Regions from separate parts of the Hordeum vulgare genome. Here region 1 is linked to region 2. Evidence: chromatin contacts called from public Hi-C data. All regions are on one chromosome and are shown on one strand. The core of a region is the stretch at or near the end of the contact, and the rest is flanking DNA. Distances in the headings are between cores, read along the strand shown. Region 1 holds the start of LOC123409162 (proline-rich receptor-like protein kinase PERK9). Region 2 has its middle 140 kb from the start of LOC123408957.

What was found. Hi-C and Micro-C count contacts between places; a contact is called where the count stands out from the background.
Region 1: a Hi-C map of leaf shows a contact between it and region 2, with 3 times the contacts expected there. The contact joins the promoter of LOC123409162 here to the enhancer-like site in region 2. A contact is called at or near these places in 3 of 6 Hi-C or Micro-C datasets (all in leaf) and 1 of 1 datasets of contacts at active chromatin or transcription factors (embryo).

Annotation. Positions count from the first base shown.
Region 1 is chr7H:191,243,771-191,246,787 of MorexV3_pseudomolecules_assembly, forward strand. LOC123409162 (proline-rich receptor-like protein kinase PERK9) reads left to right here and starts at 1,677. Exons shown (of 1, transcript XM_045102131.1): 1 at 1,677-2,757. The coding sequence starts at 1,895. The coding sequence ends at 2,368.
Region 2 is chr7H:191,080,889-191,083,764 of MorexV3_pseudomolecules_assembly, forward strand. No RefSeq gene overlaps it. Among protein-coding and RNA genes, the nearest start is that of LOC123408957, 140 kb to the left of the region's middle. Within about 2 kb of position 1,368, at least 3 of the 3 cell types and tissues checked have open chromatin away from gene starts, as enhancers often do. A contact at or near this core is called in leaf, where this site is marked.

The DNA.
Region 1 (3,017 bases), core at 427-2,926, 160 kb after region 2:
CCTGTCCTAGCCGCACTCATTTCCACCTCTGCTCCCGGAGGCCGGAGAGGGTTGGTAATGGAATCGGTCGTACCTTTGCCCTTGCGTTGCGCATCGCATGCATGCATGCAATGCATGGTCTGGATCTCCTCCCCCGAAGTGTTTATTCTCACTTGCTCACACCATCATTGCCTTCCCTACATACATACTCCAAGCCTTGCTTGCTCCCAAGTCCCAACCCCAGCCAGTATGCATGCCAACCTTTTCCTCTAGCTTCAAATCATTGGGTTCACCACAATTGTGTTCTAGGGCAACGGTTCCATTCGCGCCAAAAATGCTATGCACCAGGGTCTGCGAGTAGTTCGTGCCACGAAATGTGGAGTAGAACCCTATGTTGTGTCTAGTAGAACCCTATCAGAGCATCTCCAACAGTCCGTATGTTCAATCGTTTGTATAAGTGTTCACATTAACAACCAACAACACAATATACAAGCTCTTCAATTTAGTGTATGTTAATCGTATGTAAAATAACTAAGCGGGTCCACTAAATATTGAAGAAATAATCATGCTTGCCTCGAAGCTTGTGCGTGAACCGTTGCTTCAAATTCATACGATTTTATTATCTCTCTTCTTTTATTATGCGTCATGTCATCAAAATCATTTATGTACTAATTTTACCAACGATGATCATACGATCATTGGAGATGCCCTCAGGGATTGCAGTTGGGATGTTTCCCTTCTGACCTAGGAGTCGAGATGTAAAAAAAGAAAATGTACATGGTTATATGTGTCTCATTTGTATCATAAACAAGTCACGTATACACCGGCCTGGTAAAACTGAAAAGATAGCAACACGTTGCACAAAGAAACACCGATCACCAAGAAGTAGTAATAATAATAATAATAAATGTACATGGTAATATGTGTCTCATTTATATCATAAACAAAGTCACATACACATATTCTATATTCATTTCAAAATGTTTGTCTAAGATTTATCTAGATATGAAGTATCTACCACTAACACGTGACTAGAAATTTTAAGACGAAGGGAGTATATCATAAACCTTCAAATGGCTCATCAAAGGTGTAGCCACTACCACTGAATGAATCAGGTTGGAGCAACACTCCTGACATGCCATTAAATTTTAGATCTGACACTGCAACTCGACTAAAACGTCGACGGAGAAAACCATACCTGCCATCCGCGAATCATAAACCCATCACACGATTCATCGGCTTTCAGATGTCGTCGATGCAAACCATAATCTACATCGGCTTCTAGACTACCTCCCATGCTCCGCGGCGGCGCGGAGCAAACACCGATAACCGATGACCTTGGTGGGAGGGGAGCCGCACGAAGGAAGGCGATGGCTACGTTTAGTCGCTCAAGCCCGAGAGAGAAAAATGACTCTCGTGTTTGCACGATAAGTTACGGAGCACATTTGTTTGATCGCGATTTTAGCGAGATGCTAATTTTTTTCTATTTTGCCTTTACAATTTAAAAAAAAAATCAGTTGCATATGTAAAAAAACAATTCAAAAGTACTCAAATGCCCCCTTTTATTTGGATAAAAAATAAATAAAATAAAGGGTCCTATATCCAAGTGAGAGATCCGGAACACGGAAAGACAACGTCAGATCGGACGGTGGGTAATTAAAACCGATTTAGCTCATATTTCCTCCAGCTTTGGTAGAGTAGAGTAGGAAAAAGGCAAGCCAGCGCCCAAAAGGCCAAGGATTTAATTCAACTTACCCCACCCTAAAGCCGTTTATCTCTTTCTCTCTCCGGGCGACTACAGTATTTAACAGCCTTGGCGCGACCTCCTCTCCTTGATCTCTCCTCCTCCCCAACCCTCTTCTCCCCTCCCGCACCCAACCATCTCGGCCCCCACCCGCAATTCACAGCGCCGGAGATGACCTCTACACCCCCGGGCGACGTCCTGCCGGCGCTGCCGCCGATCAGGACGAGGGCGGCGGCGGCCGATCCTGCGCTTGACAACGCATCGGCCTCGACGACGACGGTGCCGGAATCCGAGCCCCTGCCGGCGCCCGCGGTGGCGGAGGAGGAGGACATGGTGGTGGCGGAGTCCCGGACGCCGGCTGCGGTGGCGGACGAGGGCGAGGAGGAGGAGGAGCCCAGGACGCCGACCTCGGAGGAGAGCAAGCTCCGGCCGCCCACCGATTGCCCCGGCGCGCCGAGGAAGCCCGTGGCTTTGGCCGGTACGAGGCCATCGCCGAAGCGTCCGCTGCGCTACTTCGACGCCCCGCGCGACCTCTCCGCGGTGTTCATGTCCCTGCCGCCCAAGAAGCGGATCCGCGCTCCGCCGTGCCTGGTCGCCTTCCGCCCCAGGTGCGGGGCCGTGTGGGGCCATGGATCGGCACTGTAGCCTCGCGCGGCCGGCCGGCCGTAATTTATGGGCTCCACGCTGCAATTGTTCATTTACCGGCGAATTCTTGGAGTTCTTGCGTTGGGTTCCTCTTCTTTCTTTCTTTCTTTCTTTCTCTCTCTTTTCTTGCGGCGGCTTCTTGGTTTCCACGGCCATGACGATATAGTATAATCTCCAGTGCAAATAACCTGTTGTTTTGCGTTCTTTTTCTTTCTCTGTCATTCTGATTCTTAGCGCGTTTGTGTGAAGGAGAAATTGTAGAATCGAAAAGGTTGCTATTTATATAATTAATATAGGGATGATGATGATTGGGGAAAAAGAACAGGAGTTGTAAGAGAATTCCCTGTTAATTACCGACTACTCGTATTACAGTTAACAGTTCTGAAAAAGTATCTCAAGTGCTACATATGGTGTTCTTTCCGGTTTTCCGTTGAAATATCTTGATTCTTGTGCCTGCCGCAGCTCCAATTTTACACATGTTGCCAGTCTGACAAACGGCAGACTCTTTCGGTGCAGCTAATTAGTTAACTCGTGTGGGCCTGAATTATGAAGAAGAAAGAAAGATTTTTGCTCAAATTAACCGAATTCGGTCAAGTTAATGGCTTTAAGCTGTTCTGTTGATCGAACCACACAACACATTGTGTGGAGA
Region 2 (2,876 bases), core at 118-2,617:
TTATTATTTTCATGAGAGGCACGATTTTGTCTTCAGAAAACGGAAAAAAACGTCTTTTCTGGTTTTTCCACCCAGTTTATTTTATAAAAAAAATCACCAACACCTATCAATATGTGATTTAGTTTTGAAGATCTCGACGCAAGGAACCCCACGATAAAAATGGTTTGAGATTTGGACGCATTGTTTAAGAGATATCAAAGATGAATTTACGAAAAAAAACTCCTAGATTTCAACAAGTGGTATATATGCAGTGTGCCATTTCTCATAACCTGATAAGATGAAAATGATCTTTAAAAACAATACTTCTTAATTAAAGGTTTCGAAGCCCGTACCATTGTATCTCAATTACGGCGAGTTGGAACGTGCATCCTATTCCCCGCCTATGCGGAGAATATGTAACCACCCTTCCCCCACCCGTGCCCCGTCCTCTGTTTGGCTTGGCCCATTTGAGTTTTCCCACACCAGTTTTCCATACATTTTAGAACCTTTCGTGAATCAGTTTTATCTTTGGTTCTTCTTCTGTTTATAATTCTTTACTTTTTATTTTTTATATATTTTCCTTATTCATATTCACATGTTTTTTCTAAAATTTATATTTTCAAAAAATACTTGAAATCACGTACATTTTTGAAAATCGGTAGCAATTTTTGTATTCGCGAAAACTTTTCGCAACTTCTGATTTTTTTATTAGAAAACAGCGATAAAAATGAAATTCATGACATTTAAAAAAATAGGTAAACATTTTCTGAACTTCCGGAATATTTTTAGATTTCCTAATATTATTTAGAAAATACTGATTTTTTTTGAAATTTTTGAACATTTTTTAACCATGCGAACAGTTTTTATGTCAGTGAATTGTTTTTGAATTACTAAACATTTATTTTGACTTCATAAATATTTTTGGAAGTCCTGAATATGTTTTGCACTAACAAACATGTTTTAAATTCATGTAAATTATTCTAAATGCCCGAACCTTTAAAAATATATAACATTGTTTGAATTTGGAACATTTTGTGAATTCGTAAACATTTACTGAAATTGATGAACATATCTTTAATTCGTAAATATTGTTTTGCAAATTCTCAAACATGTTTTCATATCATGAATATTTTCTCATATCACAAACATTTTTTAACATTTATATTTTCAAAATAGAAAATCGAAATAACACAAAGTTGTCAACATGAAAATACACAAACATTTTTAAGAAATGAAAACTTTTCTAAAAACACAAATAAAAAGCAAACAAAATGTAATAAAAACAAAGACACCGCAATGGGCCAACCCAGTGTGCGGATAGGAGCGTGTTTGCTCGTCCCCCTACAGAGGTTACTGAATAGGGAGAGCAACTAGTCAATGGGGACCCCTCGCCATGAAAAAACCGTTCTCTGCGACGAATTGTCATGCAAACACACAGACCGAGCTACGCCAGCCACTAAATCGGTCGGCCCGTTGCACATTTCACTAATCCTTGTTTTGAAAACTTTCTAGAATGTTACCAACAGGTTAAGGTATATTTTTTTCTTTTACTTTTTCTTTTTTCCTGCTGTTTCTTCTATTGTTTTCTTCAATTTTGTATTTTTATAATTTTTTACTTTTATTTACGATTTTCTTTTTTCTGTATTTTATTAACTATTTCTTTTCTGGATACCTTTTTTGTTTTTTTTCAATTTTTGGAAATAATTTTTGTAAATGCTCAGAATTTCAAATTATATTTCCTTCTGTTCAAAAAATATTCCGAAATTTCAATTTTGTCCATATTTAAAAAATTGTTTAAATTTTAAATTTTTGCTCCCTTCTATTCAAAAAATGTTCGGGGATGTTAAATTTTGGTCAGGTTTTCAAAATCTGTTCAAATAGTCGCAATATGTTCCCTTATATTCAAAAAAAGTTTGGGAAATTCAAATTTTGTTTATATATTTCATAATTTTTTTAAATTACCAAATTTTGTTCCCTTCGATTATAATGTTCAGGAATTTTAAAAAATCATGTTTTGAAGAATTGTCCAAAATTTGTTCACTTATATTCAAAAAATTTGTGGGAATTTCAAATTTTGTTCCCTTACATTAAGAAAATTTTCGGGAATTTCAAATTCTTTTCGTAATTTTAAAAGATATACATGATTTGGGAATTCTTATTTTTTCATAAAATGTTTGGGAATTTTAGTTTTTCTTCTTTTTTTACACAAAGTTCACAATTTTGAAAAAAAAATCATTTTTTCAAAAACAATCAGGACTACCAACTTTTGTTTGCGTTTTAAAAAATGTTCAGAATTTTGAAAAATATTCACCGTTTCCAAAGAAAAATCCGGGTTCTTAAATTATACTTGCGTTTTAAGATAGTGTTCAGAATTTGTAATTTTTTCACTATTTCATAATATGTTCAAATATTCAAAAACTGTTTGGTTCGTATAATTGTTCACTAGTTTCAACAACATTGTATATTTCAAAATTTATTCCCTTTTTACAGAAAATATTCGATACATTTCAAAAAATTGTTGAAATTTTTAAAAAATCATGGTTACAAATTTCTTCCCGTCTCTCAAAAATGTTCTCAAATTTAAAATATGTTTGTGGTTCCAATTTTTTGTTCACAATTTGATAAAAGTTCCATTTTCCCAATTTTGTTCAGAAATTCGAAAACTGTTCGTACTTACCATTTGTTGTTCAGAATTTCTTGAAATGATCCAACTTTTAGAATAGTTGTTCAGATATTCAAAATATGTTCGCGGTTTCAAAATTTCATAATTTGTTCACATATTCCAGTTGCTGAAAAATTGTTCAGACTCGAAAAATGCTTGCATATTTTCAAAATATACTCTTTCGAAGAAGAGTACACTTTTTTTTTAAAAAAAAACTATCACCACAGAAACTAAT